2 separate regions of the Mus musculus genome follow, and region 1 is linked to region 2. A link is a contact called in public HiChIP or PLAC-seq data. All regions are on one chromosome and are shown on one strand. The core of a region is the stretch at or near the end of the contact, and the rest is flanking DNA. Distances in the headings are between cores, read along the strand shown. Region 1 overlaps Capzb (capping protein (actin filament) muscle Z-line, beta). Region 2 has its middle 3.5 kb from the start of Gm33304.

What was found. HiChIP or PLAC-seq counts read pairs in DNA pulled down with a chosen protein or histone mark.
Region 1: a contact with region 2 is called in an H3K27ac HiChIP or PLAC-seq map of the HPC-7 cell line, with 5 times the contacts expected there. The contact joins two enhancer-like sites. A contact is called at or near these places in 8 of 39 promoter capture datasets (the HPC-7 cell line, HPC-7-derived erythroid cells, cranial neural crest and 5 more), 2 of 15 datasets of contacts at CTCF or cohesin (CD8 T cells and the G1E-ER4 cell line), 35 of 484 Hi-C or Micro-C datasets (B cells, CD4 T cells, CD8 T cells and 19 more), 5 of 115 datasets of contacts at active chromatin or transcription factors (the HPC-7 cell line, bone marrow-derived macrophages, embryonic stem cells and 2 more) and 3 of 9 other capture datasets (adipose tissue, liver and pancreatic islet).

Annotation. Positions count from the first base shown.
Region 1 is chr4:139,219,851-139,226,329 of GRCm38.p6, reverse strand. The region is part of intron 1 of Capzb (capping protein (actin filament) muscle Z-line, beta); the gene reads right to left. Among named protein-coding and RNA genes, the nearest start is that of Capzb, 30 kb to the right of the region's middle. Within about 2 kb of position 4,324, at least 11 of the 459 cell types and tissues checked have an H3K27ac peak or open chromatin away from gene starts, as enhancers often do. A contact at or near this core is called in the HPC-7 cell line, where this site is marked.
Region 2 is chr4:139,165,665-139,171,967 of GRCm38.p6, reverse strand. No RefSeq gene overlaps it. Among named protein-coding and RNA genes, the nearest start is that of Gm33304, 3.5 kb to the right of the region's middle. Within about 2 kb of position 2,452, at least 120 of the 459 cell types and tissues checked have an H3K27ac peak or open chromatin away from gene starts, as enhancers often do. A contact at or near this core is called in the HPC-7 cell line, where this site is marked.

The sequences.
Region 1 (6,479 bases), core at 3,075-5,574, 52 kb before region 2:
GGGGCAAGGACTACCTATCTGTGCGCTGTTTCCTATGAGACTCTGCACAGGGCCTGTGGCCCACGTCAGAGGCTGTGTCTGCATCTCAGCTCTGGAACTCAGGAATGGTCCCAAGACAGCAAGGACACAGGTGTTAGGCTTGAGTCCCCAGCAAGGGCTGACCCAGGAGGCCTTCACAGTCATCAGTAAGGCTTGCTCACTTTCTTCTCATTTCCCTTGTGACCTTTGGCTGAGGAACATGACGTAGCTCCTTCTCACAGGAGGATTAATTCCAGAGCAAGGGGCAGTGTAGGAATCTACTTCTAATCAATGATGGAGAACAGCCTTGCTCTTCAGCCAGATTTATTCTTGTGAGTTCCATCCAAGACCATGCAAGTTCAAGGCGGTATGGAGCATAGAAGCCATTCCTCAACAGCATCAGCCGGCCACAGGAGCTGCTGGCCTTACCTGTCTGGCCACCTGAGATGAACACCACAGCCTAAGGGAAAGAAATGAAGTGCAGGACTGTCCCAGCCCCAGGGATGGATATCACAGCCTCTTAGACACCCGATTCCTGTAAGCCACAGCCATGCACACTAGGGATGCAATGGTTTCGAAAAGCCTGCATCAAGTAGCAAGGATTTTGAGTTAGGATCTTTGTTTCTTAAAGAATCAACAGACTCAGCTGGGCGTGGTGGCACACACTTTTAATCCCAGCACTTGGAAGGTAGAGGCAGGAGGATTTCTGAGTTCGAGGCCAGCCTGGTCTACAGAGTGAGTTCCAGGACACCCAGAGCTACACAGAGAAACCCTGTCTCGAAAAAAACAAAAAAACAAAAACAAAAAAAAAAAAAGAAAAGGAAAGAAAAGAAAAGAAAAGAAAAGAATCACAGACGCTGCGAGTTTAGTTACTCCAGAGTCCCCTCCCTACACAACCCTGAAGCACTTCAGTCCCTACAGTTACCCAGGGAACATCCCTTTTTACAGACAGCCTGTTTTACAAACGGCCACTTGGTAGCGCTTCCTCCCACCTGCATCTTCCTCCCACTAACAATTCTCTTCTGTCTGCCAGACCCAAGTCCAGCTTATTCCAGTTCCTTGCCACACAGCATTCTCTAAGACCCAAAGACCTGAAGCAGAGCTGTCAAACTCGTCAGCTGCCATCCCCAGCTCCACTTGTGTTCCATGCACAACAGACTTGGGACATTTGCTGGGCTTACTGTGTGCCACTTAACATGTTGCTGACAGTAGAACATGGCCCTCAGAAGTAACTGTGTATGCGTGTGAATACAAGCACATGCAGGAAGAGGTCATAGGGAAACCTCAGGTACTGGTGTCCTTTTGTTTGCCACTGCATACACCAGGTGAGCTGGCCTGTAAGCTTTTGGGGACTGTCATCTCCGTTTCCTATCCATCTCATCTCACCACAGGATTTCACATGTGTGCTACATACAGGTCCTTATGACTTGGAGGCAAGAGTACCCTACACCATCTCCCCAGCCCATTGTTTGCAAAAGAATGAGGCCCTAATATGCAGAACTTCTGTTGCAGCTCTTCCAGCTTCACTCCTGATTTTAGCCCAGACACGAAGCCCAGAAGATGAGGCCAGAGCACATTCAGGGGTAGGAGGGTGGGAGGGGGACAAGAGAATACAACAACTCTTCCCACAGCTAAAGGAAAACACACACGCATTACCGACTAGTTCAGTGGGCTGCCTAGAAAGTACTTGAGAAACACTCATTCAGGGGGCACATTAATAAAAGATACCTTTGTGATCGATGGGCATCAGAAATGGATGCTGGCAGGGATGATGTGAGACCAATCAAACATCTCTCCAGAAATCCAACCCTTGCTTTACAGTGAAAAGGTGATTCTGAGTCCAGCCTAAGACCAACTGCTCAGAATGACAACCCGGGATCTGCCACCAAGACTGTTGTAAGAGTTGGGCTTCAGCAAGCACCAAACAGATGGAGGAGGGACTCATGGGCAGCAGCTGCGTTGGCTATCTGCATCTACTCCACTGGCTTCCTCTACTGCATCCCAAAGACAGCCTACGATGCTAAAACTCACACTTTCAAGACCAGATGTGGTGGCAACACCTTCAATTCCAACACTCAGGAGAAGATCTCTGTTAGTTTCAGAGCTATAGTGAGTTCCTGCCTCAAAACAAAACAAACAAAAATCCACAACACTTTCAAAGACAATGAAATCAGAGAACAGCGGTAGAGACAAGCCGAGCTGAAAGCAACAAGTGGGTCACAGCTATGACTCCTGTGTGTCCTGCCTGCCCTGCTTGTATCTCAACCAAAGCATGCAGGGAAGGGACTCATGGCACCCTGGCACTGACCACACCAGGAGTTCATTTGCTCAGAGACCCTGCTTCCAAGTGAGGGCACATGGGGGGGGGGGCACATAGGAGCACTGCACTGACTTGAGACGCAGCTTTGCACCAGCCCAGGCTGGGGCAAAAGAGGAGTCTCAATGGTAGACAGAGAACAACAGCCTGTTGACAGGGGGAGGGTATGAAGCGGACACAGACACACACCTCACTTCACTCACTGAGCAAGTACGACTGCGGATGGCAAGGTAGCATGTCAAATGGCTGCCATCACCAAGACTATAAAACTGCAGGGACCATTTCACCAGCTCTCGGTGCCTTGGAAACAAACAAAAACAGAGGAAGCCAAAACTAAACACTTTGGCCATGGCACTGGATGGTACTTCTAAATTAGGGAAACCAACTGCTGACAGCCATACTGCTGTCCAGACTGCAAGGTTTCGTGACAGTGCACTAGCCCCTATGCCAGGCTCCCCAGCTGTGGTGGCACAGCGAGCTCTGTGCTCTTTCCTCCTAGTACCTGAGACCCGCCTAACAGATCTGCCTCCTGGGACCTGGAGCCAATCAGGATGCAAACCATTTTACCGACTAGATGAAATTCAGGCGAGATAGCTACAGAGTAGCTTTGCAACTAAGTTTCAAATTGGGAAGAAAAAACAATTTAAGGGGGTGGACACAAACCCTGTGACTCAGGAATTCAAACAGACCTATAAGAGGCTCTGACATAAAACATATTCACTTCAGCAACATTTGTAACAGCCCAAAGTAAAGGCAACCTTGATTGTATATTATGGTACAATAATATCACACACTGCAACTTGCAATTTAACAGCAAGTTTCCAGGAGACGTTAGATGATAGATGATGCTGTTGCAAAAAAATCCCAAACTATGAAAGAGGTTTTATCCATAAGGGCAATTCTGAGTGACTTATCCTTCTTCCCTGCCTCAACATGGTTCTCTGGGTAGCCCAGGCTGGCCCTGAAAATGATCCTCCTACTCCAGTTTCCCAGTGCTCGAAGTACGGGTATGTATCACCAAAAGCCTGGCAATTTCCTTTTTTATTTTTTGTATTTTCCATAAACACAAGCTTGCCCCCTAATTGTCTGTGTGGATAGATGGACGGTGTGGTCTATAAAATGTCATGCATTGCAAAAAAGAAAGGAAAAAAAAAAAGGAAAGGAAAGGAAAAGGAAAGGAAAGGAAAAGAAAAGGAAGGAAAAAAAAAAAAAAGCACCCTCCCACCCCCAAGATCCCTTTATCCACACATCCCAAAGGCTTTCTGATAAACAGAGTATGATTCAGTGGTTGGTAGAGCACTTGCTGGGCACGCACGCGGTCCTAGGTTCAACTCTCAGCTCCACAAATGCTACCACCTTTTTAAAAAGAATCTGTGTAGTCCACATGTATGAAATGACCAGACAGTGGCTTCCTGGGGCAAGGCGGGAACAGAGATGGCGAGGGAAGCATTCTAAGATTAGACTGTGGTTATGGCTATACAATTGTACAATTACTAAAAATTTACAGAACTGCATTATACAATGGATGCTGGGAATTTTTATTTGAAAGGAAGAATGAGAGAAAGAAAGAAAACAAGACCAGAAGCCCCAGGATAGAGGCAGAAATGGTGGTGGCTTTGAGGAAGGCAGCCATGGCTTAGTCTGTTGCCACAAGAACGGGGCAGGAAAACGTGGTCCGCCGGCAGGCGGCTCACCAGATCCCCAGGTCAGCTCCAACAGGCACACGGCCTGAGAGAAGGTTGGCTTTACAGGGGCTGCCAGCTTCACTGCAGAGATGAGTGGAGATGAAGGCAGTGGTGGTTCAGGGGCCTAAGTGCTATGCAAGCTCAGGCAGGACACACTGTGCACTGAAGAACTGCAAGCACTTGGCTCTCCCTCAACAGGAACTGTAAAGCCACCGCGGTGGTCAAAAGATGTGCTGTGGATGCTGTGGAAGTGCTCAAAGGAAGTGGAGGAAATGGGAGATTACAGTGTGTTCAGGGGACGCAAGGGGAGCATTATGATGTGGATGCTAACACATTACACAGAGGGCTTGGTGAGTAGAGGCTAGACAGGCTGGATATCTGCACAAATCTCTCAGGAAGTACCTGGCAATTAAGCATCAAATGCTATTAGAATGTTTTTTTCCTTCTATGCTCTACTCAAAGGTGGCGCTGGACAGAGGTTAGCTGCCCCTGCTGTGTGGACACGGAGACCAGTTTTCCAACACAAGCAGCGGCTAGGCCTTCTGCAGTGTCAACCCTCAAATGCGTATGGCATGGGTGAAGAGAGAAGTGCACTTTTAAAGCGCTAACCCTGACTGACTGAAAGCTCCTTTTCTTGGCAGGGAAGATGGTATTTTTTTCCTCCTTGTAACACATTTTGAACCCCAAGCATTTTACAGGACTTCTCAGACTCTTGAGGACCACAGCCCATCCACCAACTGCGTCTTGTCAGCCTGAGGGGCTTTATCTCCTCCAGGCACATTCTTCTGTTTGTTTGTCTGAGACAGGGTCTCTCTGTGTAGCCCTGGCTGGCCTGGAACTCATTTTGTAGAACCAGGTTGGCCTCAAACTCAGAGATCTGCCTGCTTCTGCCTCCTAAGCGCCATACATCTAGCTCAGACACACCAGAAGAGGGCGTCAGATCCCATTACAGATGGTTGTGAGCCACCATGTGGTTCCTGGGAATCGAACTCAGGACCTCTGGAAGAGCTGTTAGTGCTCTTAACCACTAAGCCATCTCTCCAGCCCAGATACATTTTGAAAAATGTGTTATAAATATTTTTCCTGCATGTATGTCTGTGTACCATCTATCTGCAGTGCCCAAGGACACCAGAAGAGGGAGCTGGGAACCAAACCTGGGTCCTCTGGAATAATAGCTAGTGCTCTTAACTGCTGAGCTCTTTCTCCAGAGTCCAGACATAAAAATCTAACACTGAATACGTGTTCCAATAAAAGTACAAACTCACTGTCCCAAATATGACAACCCCTACGCTGATGACTACAGTAGTCCCAATCCCAGCTCTCATGAGAAAGCTTTACTGTGAGCACTGACAACCTTTGCAAACTTCAATGTGAAGGAATGCATTTAAAATGTGGCCAGAATGCCAGACAAGCTTAGACCTTGTCTTTGAGTTGGCCTGGGGAAGCAGGGACCACAGGACTTTCCATGCATCTTCTTCCAAGTGTTGTGTGGACCAAGTGCCACAGCCATGTCACCTCAGTTGACAAGCACATGCCCACCAAGCCCAGGGCCAGGTCTCTGTCTGCCTATCAACAAATCTCACTCAAAACTGTCCCAGCAGCCAACACAATGCTTTGTCACATCAATGGCATCCGTAGTTCAGCAGGGTGCTTTAGAGTCTGGGTTCAATGCCCAGCTCTGACCCAAAAAACCAACCAACCAACCAGATCTAATCACCTGCTCTCTCTCTCACTCTGACCTCCACCCTGTGTTCCAAGGAATCTCCAGTGTAGCAGAAGGCAGGGCTAAGAACCAGAAGCTCCCGTACTCTACTTCCCAAGAGTTTTGGAGACAGAAATTATCATCGTGCCTCCCTCATCTTCTTTAATCCACAAAGCTCAGAGAAAAATCCCCACCCTGTCTCCCTTTTGAATCATGAGTCAAACCTGGTTCTCGTGACTGTGTGGACCAAAGGATGCTGCAGTGTCCCACCTTCCCTTGTCCATGCTAATGCCCAGTGTCCCCACTACTCTGCACATGACCCTGCCTGGTGACTTCCCAATGTGCCAACAAGCTGTCACCTGACCACCATGTTTCCTAGGGAGGCTTTGCAGCAATGGGTACTCAATGATTTCCACCAACTTTGCTATTTCGTCTTCCTCCCAGTTCTTTTGCTTTGGTCATGGACGTTCTGACCCTGGTGGCCATTTGGTCACCTGTTCCCATCTCCCACAAGACCTGGGGTGCTTATCACCATGCTCTGGCTCTGGTTGACATTTCTGGACTGGTTGCTGGCTACCTAGTCCTGGACTACCCTGGCATTCCAGGAAACAAGGGTTAAAGGCAGCAGAGGCCATGGGACGTAGAAAGAGACCACTGGCCATTGCCCCATGCTGCCTGCCTGACTGCCAGCTTCCATCTGGCTCCCATATGACCCAAGCAGCTGGCCAGGTGCTTTTCATTTGCAGATGAAACCCCG
Region 2 (6,303 bases), core at 1,203-3,702:
GCCTCCAGATACAGAGACTGCTGTTCGTTCTGTTATACTGATCAGTCTCATGGGGCGATGCCAAGCCTCATAGAACAGTGCTGATCAGTCCGTCACCCTTAACATCCATGTGGTATAGAAAGACTGGCTGGCTGTGATTGGTCAGACCTGACCAGTGACTTCATGGTCTGCCAATAAGGTGAATAGGGGTAGTGACTGACTGTCCCATCGGAACCATGGAAAAACCAAAGAGGGCAGAAGGATGAGGCAGACTGAAGGAAGCCCAGCCCCTCCCTCATGGCCTCACCTCAGCAGGGTCACACCATTGCTGGCTCACACTCTGATCTCATTTTCTGAGTTAACTCAAGGAGAACACTCCTCACACACACACACACACACACACACACACACACACACACACACACACACACACCGTGCCCTGTGCGCTGTCACACTTGAACCTCCATTGTTTTTTCATCAAGATTGGAGCTGTTAGCTGCATATGTAGCAGAGGATGGCCTAGCCGGTCATCAGTGGGAGGAGAGGCCCTTGGTCCTGTTAAGGCTCTATGCCCCAGAGTAGGGGAATGCCAGGGCCAAGAAGCAGGAGTGGGTGGGTTGGAGAGCAGGGGGAGGGGGGAGGGGACACGGGATTTTCGGAGGGGAAACCAGGAAAGGGGATAACGTTTGGAATGTAAATAAAGAAAATATCTAATAAAAAACAAAAAAAGAATGGAGCTGTTTCCTTGCTTTGGGTAGAAGTCAGTTGAATTTTCTAGACACTCAGACTTGGCCTTCTCCGCGTCTCTACAGCTGTTTCTCACAGCTGCCCACCTCTTTTGAGACGCTCCAGTTTAATTCAAGTCCAAGCCTTTACCGGGATGCCTGCGTTATCTTTGGGGGTTCAGCGAAGGAGACTTTCATGCCCGACACTGATCACCGTGTGGATCACCAAGGGGGCTTGGTTCTCAAACAGTCTGTGGTCTTCACAGTCCAGCCTGGGAACTAGACAGTTGATCAGACCATTGGATGCCCTCCTGAGGGCCCCTGAGAGCCAACAAGTCTGTGTTCCAATGGTTCTGGGAGAAGGAAGGTTTCAGAGCCATGGCTTCTCCTTGGATTGAATCCAGCCTACTCGAAGCCCCTTGGGACCCAAGTTGTCTAAGTAAACATGGATTCCTTGATGGGTTTCCAAAAATCAGGAATGCTGTTTGGTCTGGACAGGCTGTGTGCCCTAAAACACCACTTACAGGATCACCGGGGCCCTGTGTAAATATTTTAGCCACAGATTTTGAGAACACGGGTTTTTAAGGGATTTCCATCCCTTCATTGCAAGTCAGGAATCTGAACCGTGTTGCTTGTTATTAGATGAAAATTAATTGTGTGTTATATCTATTGCTGACAAGTCTGGGCCTCCTAACTTGATTATAACTAATTTGGTTATAATTTGGAGGTTGTAATCCAGGACTTCCCTACGGAGGTACTGGAGTGTGGGAGGAGCCCAGTAACACACCCCTTCTTCCTGGTTGAATTGATTGACAAAGGAAAAGCAGACAGAGGAATCTAGGAAATGGAAATGAAAACACAATCCAAGGAAAGGACAGTAAGGCTGATTACAAAGAAGTGGGTTATGGGTGTCTGTCTAATTACCCAGCCCACAGTTAGCCAGGTTTAGCCATTCAAACCAAAACCATGCTGGGCAGGGGCTGACCCAGGCCTCACAAGCCAAGCCTGCTGACAGACTGAAGGCATTAGACGCGCTGTCCAAGAGAACAAAAGAAAGGAAACTCGGGGTCTGCATTCTGTGGCTGTACCAAACTACCAAGGTCATGTAAAGTATGAAGGAAAAAGGGTTATTTGGGCCCCTACTTCTAAAAGCCGAAGCGCTCAGTTCCCGCTTCTCCTCTGCTTCTGGTAAGAGCCATAAGGTGGCTCAATCCATGGTACAGCATAGAAAAGAGGAGAGGGCAAAGAAGTCAGCTAGCCTGTTCTCATGATAACTCGCTCCTGGGGGAAGTACGAGAATCCTTTCATGATGGCGGCAAGCCCCCATGACCCAGACACTTCCGTTTGGCAGGAACAAACCGCATCCAAGCAGGGGCAAGTTTAGCATCTCAGTCCCTTCTCTCCAGCCCATCAATTACGGTAGGAACTTCTCCTCCTGTGAGAATCAGTAAGAAAGAGGACCAAAGGTCTGGGGATGCAGCTAAGTTAGAAGGGTGTTTGCCCAGCATACACAAAGCCCCGGTTCCATCCATAACACTTCATAAACTAGGCATGGCGCTACACACTCAAAACCCTGGCGCTCAGGGGGTGGAGGGAGGAGGATAAGAAGTTCAAGGTCACTTCCAGCTACATAATGAATTCCAGGCCAGCCTTCGGTTACATCACACCCTGTCTCAAGCTGCCACCCTGTCTCAAGCTGCCAATCATAAAAAAGGAGGGACAAAGCAGCTAAGACGTTGCCGCCCTGGCTCTAGCCCCATGGAAACCGGAAGCTCACCACCGACAGAGGAATGGCACAGAGTACATCTTCAGTCACTCCCTCCCAGACCCCCGGTTTTGACAAAGAAAACGAAGCTGCTAAGATCAGAAAGCAGAACTTGAGTATGAAGAGGAAGTTGGCCCTGAGGCTTCGTTTCTATCTCGTAACACTCCATTTTCTAGGTAGAAAAGTAACACTGGGCATAGTGATATAGTCTCATAATCCCAGAGCTAGGCAGGCTGCTACCTTTAAAAATATAAAAATAGGGGGCTGGTGAGATGGCTCAGTGGTTAAGAACACTGACTGGTCTTCCGGAGGTCTTGAGTTTGAATCCCAACAACCACATGGTGGCTCACAACCATCCATAACGAGAGCTGATGCCCTCTTCTGGAGTGTCTGAAGACAGCTACAGTATGCTTACATATAAAAATAAATAAATCTTTGGGTCAGAGTGAGCGGAGCCTGAGTGAGCAGAGGTCCTGAGTTCAGTTCCCAGCAAACCACATAATGGCTCACAACCATCTGTAAAGCTACAGTGTACTCATCTACATAAAATAAGTAAATAAGTAAATAAATAAGTACTTTTTTAAAAAGCCCACAACTTTTCCATTTTCATCTTTTTGTCTTTTTCTGATACTGACCAAAAGCCTGTATGTGCTTTCTCTGATGGTCTAGGTTTTCCAAGTGTTCTCTGAAGACAACCTCTATGTCCATCTCTTTCTACAGCCACTTGCTCCCTTCTGTGCCTAACCTTAAAGGCCTGAGGGGCTGAAGAGATGGCTCAGTGGCTAACTGAGCATACTGCTCTTGCAGAGGACCCGAGTTCGACTCCCAGCACCCATATCAGGCAGCTCACAGCTGCCTGCAAATCTAGCTCAAGGTCCGCAACCACTGGTTCCCGCAGGCACTGGTGCTTGTAAACGTGAGCCTGCATGTAGGTACGTGTACCGCACACATGCCAGGTGCCTAGAGAGGTAAACAAAGGTATCCGATCCCCTGGAACTGGTTAGAAGCCACAGCAAGCCACAGCCTGATGTGAAACCAAAGGTTTTCTGCAAGAACAGCTGGGCATGGTGGCGTGGTGGTGGGCGTGGTGGCGTGGTGGTGGGCATGGTGACGCACGCCTTTAATCCCAGCACTTGGGAGGCAGAGGCAGGTGGATTTCTGAGTTCGAGGCCAGCCTGGTCTACAGAGTGAGTTCCAGGACAGCCAGAGCTACACAGAGAAACCCTGCCTCGAAAAACCAAAACCAAAACAAAACAAAACAAAACAAAACAAAACAAAACAAAACAAAAACAGCTGCTGCTCTTAACTACTGAGCTCTCCCTCAGCCCCAAGTAAATGGAAAATTTCAAGAATCTAAAGGAGCGGCTGGTGCGATCCTTCACTCAGCCAGTTGAGAGCATGTATCAATCTTTCTGAGGACCCAAGAGTTTGGTTCCCAGCAGCCGCATCAGGTGGTTCACAATTGCCTGTAACAACCAGCTCAGCGGGGACCTGATGCCTCTGATCTTCATGTCACCTGCACTTATGTATGCGCATACACACACAGAGACATACAGAAGCACGCACATACATGTACTTAAAAATATTTTTAAAACCACGGGTAGTAGCGCATATCTTTAATCCCATGAAATCAGGATCCTGTCTAATCACAGGCCAATGGATTTCAACCCACCCACTCTGAGACCAAGGTAACTCTCTTTTTTTTTTTTTTTTTTTAGATTTGGTTTTATTTTGCCGTGTGTTTGCCTGCATGTGTAGGAGTTCTTTCATGCTAGCCTGGTGCCCCCAGAGGTCAGAAGAGGACATGAGATCCTCTGCGATTAGACTTGCAGACAGTTGTGAGCCACCATGTGATGGGGACTGAACCTGAGTCCCCTGCGAGAGCAGCCAGCACTCTAACCACTGAGCCATCTCTCCAGGCCCCGTGGTGACTCTTTTAAGACAGGCTATGTGCAGGGACTTCGATAAGCATGCCTCCAGGTGTCCACATGAGAGGAACAGCCCAAAGGGTTGCTTGTGGCTGCAAGGATGCAGACTAAGGCTCACAGGCATGTGACGTTTATTGATCAGCAATGTTCCGAGGCGATGAGCCACACCTGACCTCATCCCGGGCCAGCAGCAGGGACCAGACCCCCTCTGAGAGCCAGCCAGCTGACAGCACCCGACTCTGTCACCTCATCAAGCTCACCAGCCACTCCAGAACACCTTCACAGCAGCCTCCAGAGAGATTCTGATGGGTTCCTCATCTGACTGGGGAGAGAGCCACGCTCATAAAAGCTTCCAGACCTCTGAAGTCATTTCCCCACTCCCACCTCCTCCCCTGTCTCTCGGGACCCTTCTTCTCTTGGCTGTGGAGGAAGAAGGACAGAACACACTCCACGCTGAGTGACTGAATGCAAAAGAAGGAGCCCAGAATGGGAGCTCTTGGAGGGTGGGCCTAAAACCCCACAAGGAATAAGTCAACTCTGGGAAGCCTGAGAGTCCTCAAGGAAGTAACAGATCTATGCCATTAAGATGCTTATAATATCAGTGAGGTTGAGGGGAGGCCTGTCTACACAGTGAGTTCCAGGACAGCCAGGGATAGATATATATAGAGAGACCCTGTCTTAAAAAAAATCCTAATAATAGGAGCTGGGGGATGCTCAATGGTTATAGCACTGGCTGTTTTGGGGGATGCTCAATTGTTCTTGCAGAGGATTCAAGTTTGATTCCCAGTACCTACACGGTACCTCACAACAGCTTATAATTCTAGCTCTAAGATATCTGATACCCTCTTCTGGCCTCTGTGGACACCAAGGCATGATTCTGGTGCACAAACAGACTCGTGGGCAAAACAAACAAAAGCAACACACACACATAAAATAAACGTTAAAAAATATTTTTAAAAAAGTCCGAGAGCCTCTATTCCTCTACCCCTTCTCATCATGGGAAAAAGCACCACTTATGAGTCAGAAAGTGGACCCTTACTTCACACTAGACCTGTTCGCTTTACTGTCTCAGACTTCCTGCCTCTGGGTCTCTGAAAAATAAAAGCTGGTCACGAGCCGTCCAGTCTGACGTAGTTCTGTTAAGGCAGCCCGAAGAGGTCAAGGTAGGTTTCAGTTCTGCTGTGGGTTCTGGCCCTTGAAGGCCTTCCTTTTTTTAAGCTAAGGTTTAGTTTTAGGTTTGTTTGTTTTTGGTTTTTTGTTTGCTTTTCAAGACAAGGTTTCTTTGTGTGACAGTCCTGGCTGTCCTGGAACTCACGCTGCAGAACAGGCTGGCCTCGAACTCACTGAGACCCACCTGCTTCTGCCTCCCAAATGCTGGAATTAAAGGTGTGTGCCACCTCTGCCTTGCTTTTAAAACTTTTTCCTGCTTTTAAAACTGGCTTTTCAGCAGGGCGGTGGTCACAGCAGCAGTGTGGCAGCCAGCAGCAGACGCTTTTAATCCCAGCACTCAGGAAGTAGAGGCAGGCAGATCTCTGAGTTCGAGGCCAGCCTGGTCTACAGAGTGAGTTCCAGGACAGCCAGGGCTACACAGAGAAACCCTGTGTTGTAAACAAACAACAACAAATCTGGCTTGTCATGAAACCGAGCAACTCACTATGTAGCAAAGGAGAACCTGGGACTACCTTGGATTGCTGATCCTCTTGCTGGGACTAGTGCCTCTATACCCTTACTTGAGGATCATTTGTGTTTTGTTTTGTTTTAAGACTTATTTATTATTATATCTAAGTACACTGTAGCTGTCTTCAGATCTCATTACAGATGGTTGTGAGTCACCATGTGGTTGCTGGGATTTGAACTCAGGACCTTCGGAAGAGCAGTCAGTGTTCTTACCGTCTGAGCCATCTCT